2 separate regions of the Sus scrofa genome follow, and region 1 is linked to region 2. A link is a contact called in public Hi-C data. All regions are on one chromosome and are shown on one strand. The core of a region is the stretch at or near the end of the contact, and the rest is flanking DNA. Distances in the headings are between cores, read along the strand shown. Region 1 holds the start of LOC100514469 (zinc finger protein 850-like). Region 2 holds the start of LOC100514656 (zinc finger protein 551).

Region 1 (5,587 bases), core at 688-3,187, 39 kb before region 2:
CCCCAGCCACCTTAGTGACAACACAGGGTCCTTAATCTGCTGCACCACAAGGGAACTCCTATGGAACTTTTTTTTTTTTTTTGTCTTTTTGTCTTTTTGCTATTTCTTTGGGCCGCTGCCGCAGCATATGGAGGTTCCGAGGCTAGGAGTCGAATTGGAGCTGTAGCCGCCAGCCTACACCAGAGCCACAGCAACGCGGGATCCGAGTCGCGTCTGCAACCTACACTACAGCTCACGGCAACGCCGGATCCTTAACCCACTGAGCAAGGGCAGGGACCGAACCCGCAACCTCATGGTTCCTAGTTGGATTTGTTAACCACTGCGCCACAACGGGAACTCCGAGTTGTAAGTTTTATTTGGGGCAAAATAAGGAATATGGCCCAGGAGGCATCATTTCATAAAGCTCTGAAAAACCTCTCCACTGAGGTGGGTGGGACTGTTAGTATGTATGTGATTTTGCTGAAGCGGGGGAGGTACTTGCAATCAGGATCTTTTTGAGCTCTAGCCATCTTTCTGTGCATATGCAGTTAGTGAGGTGTCCTTGCTCTCAGGAGTGACTGATACGATCATCTTATGTTTTTACTCCAGCAGAGCTCAGTGCGGCTATGAACTTTCTCCTTGGAGTGTCAAAGACAAGCTAATTTAGTAGGCCAATTTACTCAACCTAACAAGCACCCCCCCACACTTTTTTTTGCTTTTTAGGGCCTCACCCATGGCATATGGAATTTCCCAGGCCAGGGTTCGAATCGGAAATACAGCTGCTGGCCTACACCACAGCCACAGCAATGCTGGATCCTTAACCCACTGAGTGAGGCCAGGGCTTGAACCTGGACATTAGTCAGTTTTGTTTCTTTTTAATTTTTAAATTTTTAATTTTTATTTTTGGCTGGATCCAGGGCATGTGGAAGTTCCCAGGGCCAGGGATCAAACCTGAGCAGCTGGTAAGACCCGCACCAGAATTGTGGCAACACAGGATCTTTAACCAGCCAGCCAGGAGGGAACTTCCAATAATATTTTTATCCTCTGGGAAGTGACTGAGCTTCACGAATTCTGAAATTATGTCTCTTTGTTGCACTTAACAAGAGACAGATCCTCTCCCTTGTTTGAAATGGGATGGTTGCATTCTAATTCTTACATCCTTACAGGTGCCACATGGAAAAATTTCTGGTGGGTTAAGGACTCCTGAGAGTTCCTGCTGTGAGTTAGTGGGTATAAGAATCTGACTGCAGCAGCCCAGGTCTGCAGAGCCATGGTTTAGATCCCCCAGCCAGGCACAGAGGATTAAAAGATCTGGTGTTGCTGCAGCTGCAGCATAGGTTGCAACTTTGGCTTAGATTCAATCCTTGGCCTGGGACTTTCCACATGCCTCCACTGTGGCAGTAAAAATTAAAAAAAAAAAAGGCGCAGGGCACAGTGGAAACGAATCCAACTAGGAACCATGAGGTTGCAGGTTCGATCCCTGCCCTCGCTCAGTGGGTTAAGGATCCGTCGTTGCTGTGAGCTGTGGTGTAGATCGGATCTGGCCTGCTGTGGCTCTATCTTAGGCCTGCAGCTGTAGCTTCGATTAGACCCCTAGCCTGGGAACCTCCACATGCCGCCGCGGGTGCGGCCCTAAAAAGACAAAAGACCAAAAAAAAAAAAAAAAAAAAAAAAAAGAGAGAGAGAGAGAGAGCGCACCCCGAGTTCTCTTGCGGCGCAGTGGATCCAGCGTTGTCACTCTGTGGTTCAGTCGCTACGTGGACGTGTTTCCGATCCCTAGCCGGGGAACTTCCGCTTGCCTTGGGTGCCGCCACAAAAAGAAATAAACGAACACCTCTTGTGGGGAACCGCCAGAGCCAGGAGAACTACATTACCCAGAAGGACCTACGCTTGGGGGAGCCAATGAAAGGTTAGGGTAAGGCATTTCCGGGCAGATTCCTCGCATAGGGGCGGGACTTCCTGCCCCATCTGCTCAAGCCGCCATTCCAACTACTCTGGGTATGTTCTGGCTCCGCTGCGGTAGCGGAACGGAGGTGTCTTGACGGAGAAGGTTCAGGAGGAGGCGCTGTCCCCGAGGCCCCGCGACCCCGCCGGGGTGCCCGCGTCCGCCTCCTCGCCCGCCGCTACTGGCCTGTGTCACCCACAAGGGTCCGATGGCAGCGGTGCTGAAGGACCCGTCTCAGGTAAACGCTCGTCCTCAGGCCCTCCCCGCCCTCCCCTACCAGACACTAAAGGCTGAGTGCGGGGCGCCTGCTCCCGTGCTTGCGGCCCAGGCCCCGGTGTCCAGAACCGCGAGGCGGTCTTGGGTGCCGCCCGGTTTCTGAAGGCGGTGTGATGGCGCGTGGGAGAGGCTGCAGGGGAAGGGGCTGGTCGGTGTAAAGGCTTGGAGGTGCGACTGGGACGGGAGGATCCGGGAAACCTGGGGTCCATCTGATGTCTGCAGGAAACAGAGTGAGGAGGAGTGGCTGTTTATTTTTCTGAGGGACTTGGAGGCCTTGAAGGTTAGTGTCAGAAGAAGGACACGTTACATGTTAGGGTTTTAAAAGTTACCAAAATGCTGCTGGGAAACGGAGCGGCCTGGAGGGTGCGTATTAGGCACAGTGAGGCACAGAGAGCTGGAGTCCTTATTCAAAGTCAGAGATCTGATAAGAGGCAGCTCTGAAGAGATTAGTCAGTTAAACCGTGGTCACCAGGTTTCAGGGGTGGATGGGATTACACGGAAGTCCTGCACCCAAGGAGCCCAGCCATGGTTGCCTTCCCCTTCCCACAGGTTCTGACGGTTGAAAAAGCACTTAGGGATCTTAAAAAAGGCAGGAGAGGGTGACCCAGTGCCTCACTGAGTATTATGGTGTCTTGAGACCCTTCCTTTGATACAGTCTTAGCTCTTGGATATGGGGGCCCTGAGGGTATCCTCAAGCTCTGAGTGCAGGACAAGGGTAAGTAGAGGTGTTCCCATTCCCGACAACCAGTATCAACCGACATAGCAGGTTGTCTCAGGAACTGATCCAGCGTACACATGCTTGGAGGTGTGGCTGAACTGGAAACATGGTACAGCAGGTGGCTTTTAATAACAAAAAGCAGGAGAGAGTTTCTGTTGGCTTAATGGGTTAAGAATCCAACTAGTGGAGTTCCCATCGTGGTGCAGTGGTTAATGAATCTGACTAGGAACCATGAGGTTGCAGGTTCCATCCCTGGCCTTGCTCAGGGGGTTAAGGATCCGGCGTTGCCATGAGCTGTGGTGTAGGTCACAGACAGGCTTGGATCCCACGTTGCTGTGGCTGTGGCATAGGCCGGTGGCTATAGCTCCAATTAGACAACTAGCCTGAACCTCTATATGCCGTGGGAGCGGCCCTAAAAAGACCAAAAAAAAAAAAAAAAAAAAAGAAGAAGACGTTCTCTTCATGTCTCAGTGGTTAAGGAACCCGGCTAGGATCCATGAGGATGTGGGTTCGATCCCTGGCCTTTCTCAGTGGGTTAAGGATCCAGCATTACCATGAGCTGTGGTATAGGTTGCAGATGTGGCTTGGATCTGGTGTTGCTGTGGCTGTGGCCTAGGCCGGTAGCTGTAGCTCCCAGTGGGACTCTAGCCTGGGAACTTCTTTGTGCCACAGATGGGCCCTATAATGCAAAAAAAGAAAAAGAAAAAGAAAGAAAGAAGAAATGGGGCCAGGAGCCCAAGAGCAGGCTACTGCTATAATCGAGAAGAGTGCTGAAGGACCAGAACTGTGGCCATGTAGGTGGGAGACAAGTTTGGATTCTAGGTATGTTTTATTTTATTTTATTTTTTTGGCCGTACCTGTGGCATGTGGAATTTCCCAGGCCAGGGATCAAATGCATACCACAGCAGTAACCTGAGCAGCAGTATTGGCAACACCAGATCCTTAACCCACTGAGCCACCAGGGAACTCCCAACTCTACATACCTCTTATTTTATTTATTTATTTTTTGTCTTTTTTTTTTTTAGGGCCGCACCCGCAGCATATGGAGGTTCCCAGGCTAGGGATCTAATCGGAGCTGTAGCTGCCGGCCCACACCACAGCCACAGCAACACTGGATCCTTAACCCCCTGATTGAGGCCAGGGATCGAACCCTCAACTTCATGGTTCCTAGTTGGATTTGTTAACCACTGAGGCATGACGGGAACTTCTCCCTTCTTCTTTTAATAGAAGGGCCAAGGGAGTTCCCTGGTGGTCTAGTGGTTAAGACAGAGCACTTTCATCTCTGTGGCTGGGGTTCAGTCCCTGGTCTGGGAGCAGAGATCCTAAATCAAGCTGATACATGCCATGGCCAAAAATAGATAAATACATTTCATGTTTCTTTAAAAAGAAGAAGATGCAAGTGGATAGTGGATGTTGCAATTGAGGGATTCTCTGAACTGCAGAGAGAATACAGAGGTAGAGATTAGGAATGACTCTGGTGGTTTGGGTTCTAGCAGGTGAAGGGATGTATCCTTCATCAAATGGGAGGTAGCAGCTGTTGGTAGGTTTCTTTCCTGAGGAATCTCAGAAGTCTTGTTTTGGCCTGGTTTTGGGTCTGAAATGTTTCAGAGTACAGTGAGTGGAGGCGTCAGATGGACAGCTGGACACATCTGTTGAAGGGCTAAGGATGGAGACTTTCAAAAGTAGTGGCTCTTGTAAGGACCAGTGAATCTGTGGATGACATTTCTAAAATGGAGTGCAGGTTCTAGTTGTAATGCTGTTAGCAGGTCAGAAAGACTAGGGTGCGTGTTGAATAGTGGCTCGCTTCCTTTACACCTGGTTGACATTCCTGAGTATAACGAGCACAGGTGAGGGGAGGGGCAGCCTGGAATGGTCTGGCAGGTGGCCAAGGTATCCACGAGATGAGGGGGTGCAAGGTGTGGCTTGGGAGACAGAGAAGTAATTCAGCCAAGTTCATACTGGGACCAGGGCTCCTGCTAATTCACTGCAGTCCAGGTTCACCAGAGTTGCGCAGTGAGCCTGGATAAGATCTGGGTGTTTTGGTCTTGCTGGTGGGTAAGGACTGGGGTGAATGCCATTTGTGAGAGTCCTTGTGCCTGGCAGGGAGACTGTAAGGGCTGGGGTTTTAAGGAAGGTTGAGTAGAGAACGCGGGGTTGTGACTGTTGAGGGGCAGATGTTACGTCACAAATGTAGAAGAGAGTCATGAGTGTCTGTAATCCACATGTGGTTCTGAGTGGCTAATATTGAAGCAAGGGTCAGAAGCAGGTGGGGAGGCCTTCAAAGCAGCACTCGGGCCTCTCCCTGGCCCTGGGATTCATCAGAGGTCTGGAGTGGTCCTGGATTGCGTTTGAGTGTCAGTCCCTCTCTGGAAGCTCTGTGCCAAGGGTCTGCGTGATTCTGGGGAGATGCCTTGTTGTAGAGCAGGGGGGCGGCAGACGTGTGGGAGTGTCACCTTGGGGAATGATGACCTTAGAGAGTCTCCAGAACGAAGTGCATGAACGTGGGTCATGTGAGCTGACGGCCCCAAGGCCCTGCTCTTGGGGCCTTAGTGGTGAAGCATGAGCCCAGGTTGGACTGTGTCTTGTAGGTACAATGTGGGAGACCCCAGGGGCATCACTTGACAGGAGGAATGGGCTCGGCTAACCAGGCCCAGAGCTCGCATGGCATC
Region 2 (6,158 bases), core at 414-2,913:
CCATCCTGCCACCTGGTCTTTAAAAATCGTCTCTTGAGGAGTTCCCTTGTGGCTTGTGCTGCTGCAGCGGGATTAAGGGTCTGCTGTTGTCAATGCTGTAGCTTAATTCACTACTGTGGTGCAGGTTTGATCCATGGTCCAGGATGATGAGGGTGTGGCCAAAAAAAAAAAAAAGAAAGAAAGAAAGAAAAAAGAAAAAGGAAGGAAGGAAGAAAATCCTTCCTTGAAAGCCACTCTGGGGAGTTCAAGTCTTTTGATTTTTTTTTTTTTTTCCGTTTTAGGGCCAAACCCACAGTACATGGAGGTTCCCAGGCTAGGGGTTGAATTGGAACTGTAGCCAGTGGCCTACACTACAGCCACAGCAATGCCAGATCCAAGCCGCGGTGACGACCTACACTATAGCTCAAAGCAACGCTAGATCCTTAACCCACTGATTGAGGCCAGGGATGGAAACTGCATGCTCATGAATATTGGTCATATTTGTTTCGTGGCAACTTGAAGGGAACTCCGAGTTCATGTCTTTTGAGTATGAGCTGCCTAGTCTCCTTACTCGGTGTCTTTTTTTTTTTTTTATAGGAAAGTAGGATTTATTGTTGAGCGTTAAGGAGGGGACAATGCCACCAAGGATCTCATGAGTGCAGGGCCTGGAATTTGCCCCGGGGGGCTGCGATTAGGGATGTATTTGACCCCACAGAGATTTTCTGCCACCATATTTTCAAATTCATCTGCATTGGCTTAGTAAATACCCACTCCTTAGAGATGTGGATCTTTTGGTGGCCAGGGAACTTGAACTTGGCTCTGCACAGTGCCTCAATCACATGCTCCTTATGCTGCAGCTTGATGTGGATGGACATTATGACTTGGCCAATGTGGACTCTGGCCACCGTGCCCTGGGGCTTTCCAAAGGCACTGTGCATGCCTGTCTGGAGCCTAGATTGGGACAGCATGCCAGTCATGAATGTCCATTGGAAAGGGCTGTCCCCAAGATCCCTTAGGGCAACCTGTACAGGCAACAGGCTGAATACACTACCAAGGAGGCTGTTTTTTGCAGCCTTTGCACACCGGGGCCTCATAGAGAAAAGAGCACGGTTGGCTTAATTGGCTGCCCTTACTCGGTGTCTTCACCATGATAGATTGGATTTGCTGAGTCAGGTGTTCCAACCCAATTTTGGTTTGTTAAGAACAGTAGTTTGTATTTCTTAATCTCATACCCGTGTCATACCTCCTACTATGAAGTCTTCATTAGCTTCTCCTACCAATGGCCACATATTGTTTCTCAATCACTAGGTATGATATGTGCGTTTGGATGTGTGTCCTCTGGAGCATCCAAAAAGATATGTTTGGTCTCAGGGAGCACGATGAACTTCACAGAGTGTGAACTAAACCTCTCAAACAAGGTTGAACATCTGCAGGCAGCACAACAGTCCCTCAGAAAACTGAACTCTGCGCCTTTAAGAATGGACAATTTCCCCTTCTAAATCCTGGGCCCGGGAGACTCCATTTCCCAGCGCCTCTCGCGGGTCCAAGATTATTGCATAGTGGCCCTGTGGGAGCGCCGTAGCCCTGGCGTGAGAACTACGTGGCCCAGAGTGCTCGGCGTCGATCGGCAGCCTCACTGAGCCAATGAAGGCTCAGAATAGAGGCGATTCCGTGCGTGTCACTCGCGTGGGCGGGACTTCCGGCGTCCTCCTCCGGGCGGTCATTTTGGCTGCTCGGGTGTGTTCATCCCTACAGAAGTTCGGGAGCGCTGAGTCGGGGCGGCCAGCACAGGACCGAGGAAGGGTCAGAGGCGTCTTTGTTCCAGCTGCACAAAGGCGAGTGTGAGGCTCGGCCGCGGCGTCGCGCGAGATGATACGCACCCGGGCCGGTTTAAGGACCGCCGGCCCTCTTCCTGCCCCGTTCCGTCCACAGGCCTGGATGGCGGCGGCCGCGCCGATGGACCCGGTTCAGGTAAGCGTGTCCTGCCGGCCCTCACCCCAGGAAACGCTAAAGCCCCGAGTGTTCTCGTTCCCGCAGCCAAGGCCTCGGTGTCCAGGACGGTTCGGCGTTTCTGACAGCGGCTGCGAATAAATGTAACCCTTGAGTTTTCCTGTTTAACTTCACTACCGGGAGTGTGATTAGATGTGCGAGAGGGTTACGGGCCCAGGAACCAGCATGTGCCAAGGCTCGGAGTTGGGACTGAGCCGTGAGAACTCGGAAAACCTGGGGTCCGCTGTGCCCGGCTGGGGAAAAGTTTGAGGCGGAGTCTCGCCTGGACTAGCCGGCTGAGGGTACTACTTATGTTCCCAGGACTCTTGAGAGCTATGGAGAATTTTTAAACCAAGGAAGCACGCGAACTGCAGTAAGTTTTTAAGTTTTCCAAAGGTTCTGTAACGGAGGAACAGACTGAAGGAGGGGAATGAAGACGTTGGGGCACAGGAGGTTGGATCTTTGTTTAGGTACCCAGAGCTGGTAAGGTGAGACATGGAGGCACAGGAGGTAGACATCCAGCCCTAGTTCACTAGGCTCACGGGCCAGGCATGGGTACCCAGGGGCCTGAGGCCGTTGAAACGCGGTGTGAATATATGGTTGTCACTATCCGTCATCTGTCTCTCAAAACGTGGCTGCGGAAGTGCTTATGGAACCTGCATAGGTATGTGTTGGGTGTTTCCTGCTCTTACTGTTCCCTACCCTCACCCACATACTCTCTGTATTATGGTGTCCTGGAATTTTTTACATTTCATTCCTCTAGACCTTCGATCTGGGGACTCTGCAGAAACCTCAAGCCCAGGGGCTCGGGTCAGTACCAAGGATTATATGGAGGTATTTCCATTTCTGGCACCTGATGTAGACAAGTGTGGAAAGTTTATCCCAGTACCAGGGAGGGAAAAATGCTCAGAGGTAAAGCTCAGCTGGAATCATTAAGGTCTTCTTTCTTGTAAGAGCAAAGGAGCAGGAGGACGTGACTCAGAACTGGAATGGCAGCCTGAGAAGTTGCGTATCCATTCTGGAGTTGATGGGAAGTTTAGATCAGAGGAGGGGAATGATCTTACCTAGGTCTCAACAGGCTCCATCGGGTTGCAGAGTGGAGAAGAGATGGTAAGGCTGAGGGAAGAGGAGGGAAAACTGGGGTGGAGGTTTTTACAGTAGTCCACTTAAGGGCTCATGGGACAGAGTGGTGGCTCAGAAGTGGCTGCATTCTGGATGTGTTTCTGTTAAGGGTTAACTAGATTTCCTACTGTGGAAGGAAAGTGTCTTGGTCTGCTTGTGTTCCCATTATAAAATACCATAAACTAGGTGACTTAAAAACACCAGAAGGGAATTCCTGTTGTGGCTCAGCAGGTTAAGAACCCAACTAATATCCACGAGGATGCAGGATCGATCCTTGGCCTCGATCAGTGGGTTAAGGATCCAGTGTTACCGTGAGCTCTGGTGTAGGTTGCAGACATGGGTCGGATCTGGCGTTGCTGTGGCTGTGGTGTACACCAGCAGCTGCGGCTCCGATTTGACCCCTAGGCTTCGAACTTCCACGTGCTATGGGTGTGGTCCTAAAAAGACAAAACAGGAGTTCCCATTGTGGCTCAGTGGTTAACAGATCCGACTAGGAATGATGAGGTTGTGGGTTGATCCTTGGCCTCGCTCACTGGGTTAGGGATCCGACGTTGCCGTGAGCTGTGGTGTAGGTCGAAGACGTGCCTCGGATCCCGAGTTGATGTGGCTCTTCCATAGGCCGGTGGCTGTAGCTCCGATTCGACCCCTAGCCTGGGAACCTCCATATGCCATGGGAGTGGCCCTAGAAAAGGCAAAAAAAAAAAAAAAAAAAAAAATCCAAAAAAATAAAAAGACAAAACAAAAAACAACAAGAAGAAGACCCAAACCCACCAGAAGTTTATTTCTTACAGTTCTGGAAGCTAGAAGTCCCAAGATTAGGACTACATGGTTACATCATGTGTTTCCTGTGAGCCTGCTTCCTGGTTCATAGACACCGTCTGCTCACTGTGTCCTTACCTGGTGGAGAAAGGAACAAGCTTTTTACATTTATAAGCCTGCATAATTCCATTCATGTGGAGTTTACCGTCATGACCACATCTGATCCACGTTTCTTCCCACCAGTTTGTAATACCATGAGCTTGGGAGGCAGTCTGTCAGCTGTGAGTTTGGGGGGAACGTAAACATTCAGTCTGTAACAATGAGAGTGAAGCAGAGGATTCAGAATTGATCCTGTGGCTGCACCTGTGGCATCTGAAACTTCCGGGGCCAGGGATCAAATCTAAGCCGCAGCTTCGGCAATGGCCTGCTGTGCCATAGTGGAAACTCCCCCCCCCTCCCAAGTTTAATTGACTTATATTAGTTTCAGTTGTACAGTATAATAAATAGATATTTTTATACATTATGAAATTATGACTACGTTAAGTCTTGTTTCCATCTGTCACTATGCAAAGTTAAAACAATATTATTGACTATATTCCCTATTCTGATCATTATATCCCTGCGGCTTATTTATTTTGTAAATGGAAGTTTGTACTTTTTATTTATTTATTTATTTATTTACTTTTTTTTTTGCCATTTCTTGGGCCTCTTCCGCAGCATATGGAGGTTCCCAGGCTAGGGGTCGAATCAGAGCTGTAGCCACCGGCCTACGCCAGGACCATAGCAACGCGGGATCCAGGCCAAGTCTGCAACCTACACCACATCTCACAGCAACGCCGGATCCTTAACCCACTGAACGAGGCCAGGGATCAAACCTGCAACCTCACAGTTCCTAGTTGGATTTGTTAACCACTGAGTCACGACCTGAGCTCCAAGTTTGTACTTCATAATAATCTCTGCTCACCTATTTCTTTCTTTCTTTCTTTTTTTTTTTTTTTTTTCTTTTTAGGGCCACACCTGTGGCATATGGAAATTTCCAAGCTAGGGGTCACATCAGAGCTACAGCTGCCGGCCTGTGCCACAGCGAAAGCAACGTGGGATCTGAGCTGTGTTAGCAACCTGCACCACAGCTCACGGCAATGCCAATCCTTACCCCACCGAGCGAGGTCAGGGGTCAAACCCCCATCCTCATGGCTCCCAGTTGGATTCATTAACCTCTGAGCCACTAAGGGAACTCCTGAATTGTCTTAATAATTATAAATATTTCAGTACTTTCAGGTAAAAGAGCTTAGTCATCACAGATGTGTCATTTAAAACTCCCCAAACCCTGCTCACAAATTTACCCTGCACTCCTGTGTTATTCTCTGGACCAGCTCTTTGTTATCTCCCTCTCTGGATTGCACTTCTTGGCTCAAAATATTCATTAAAGTTTTGGCAGTGCCAACAAATCTTTTTTTTTTTTTTTTTTTTTTTTTTTGTCTTTCTCTCTTTTTAGAGCCACACCTGTGGCATATGGAGGTTCCCAGGCTAGGGGTCCAATTGCAGTCGCCAGTCAATGCCACAGCCATAGCAACTTGGGATCTGAGCCTCGTCTGCAGCCTACACCACAGCTCATGGCAATGCCGGATCCTTAACCCACTGAGCGAGGCCAGGGATCGAACCTGCATCCTCATGGATGCCAGTTTCGTTAATCGCTGAGCCATGACGGGAACTCCAACAAATGTTGTTTGTTAGTTCATTATGTCTCCTTGTATTAATCTTCTCTGTCCTGATACTGGGCCTCTGTCCCCAACATGAAGAAGAAAGTCCACGATTTGGAAACACTTTCTGCTTCCTAACCTAGAACAAATCAGTTAACTCTCATGGACTGACTTTTATCAAAGTAGAAATTTGGGTCATTTACTAACGCGAACTGAGGACCATGCCCCCGTGTCTTAACTTCTCTTGGAACTGGTTTTTATCAAATCTCATGACTGGTAACTAACCTATTATTTCTTCTTTTCTTTTTTTCTTTCCTTTTTTTTTTTTTTTTTTTTTTTGCTTTTTATGACTGTACCCAAGGCATATGGAAGTTCCCAGGGTAGGGGTTGAATTGGAGCTGTAGCCACCAGCCTATGCCACAGCCACAGCAATTCGGAATCTGAGCTGAGTCTGTGACCTACACCATAGCTCAATGGCAACACCAGATCCTTAGCCCACTGAGCGAGGCCAGGGATCCAACCCACAACCTCGTGGTTCCTAATCGGATTCGTTTCTGCTGTGCCACGGCAGGAACTCCCTGTACCACATCTTCTTTGTTCTTCTGTTGA

What was found. A called contact is a pair of places that touch in the nucleus more often than the background predicts.
Region 1: a contact with region 2 is called in a Hi-C map of skeletal muscle, with 5 times the contacts expected there. The contact joins the promoter of LOC100514469 here to the promoter of LOC100514656 in region 2. A contact is called at or near these places in 4 of 47 Hi-C or Micro-C datasets (embryonic fibroblasts, heart right ventricle, liver and 1 more).

The regions. Positions count from the first base shown.
Region 1 is chr6:62,452,907-62,458,493 of Sscrofa11.1, reverse strand. It overlaps LOC100514469 (zinc finger protein 850-like), which reads left to right and starts at 1,937. Exons shown (of 2, transcript XM_005664917.3): 1 at 1,937-2,162.
Region 2 is chr6:62,412,605-62,418,762 of Sscrofa11.1, reverse strand. LOC100514656 (zinc finger protein 551) reads left to right here and starts at 1,663. Exons shown (of 5, transcript XM_021095151.1): 1 at 1,663-1,950.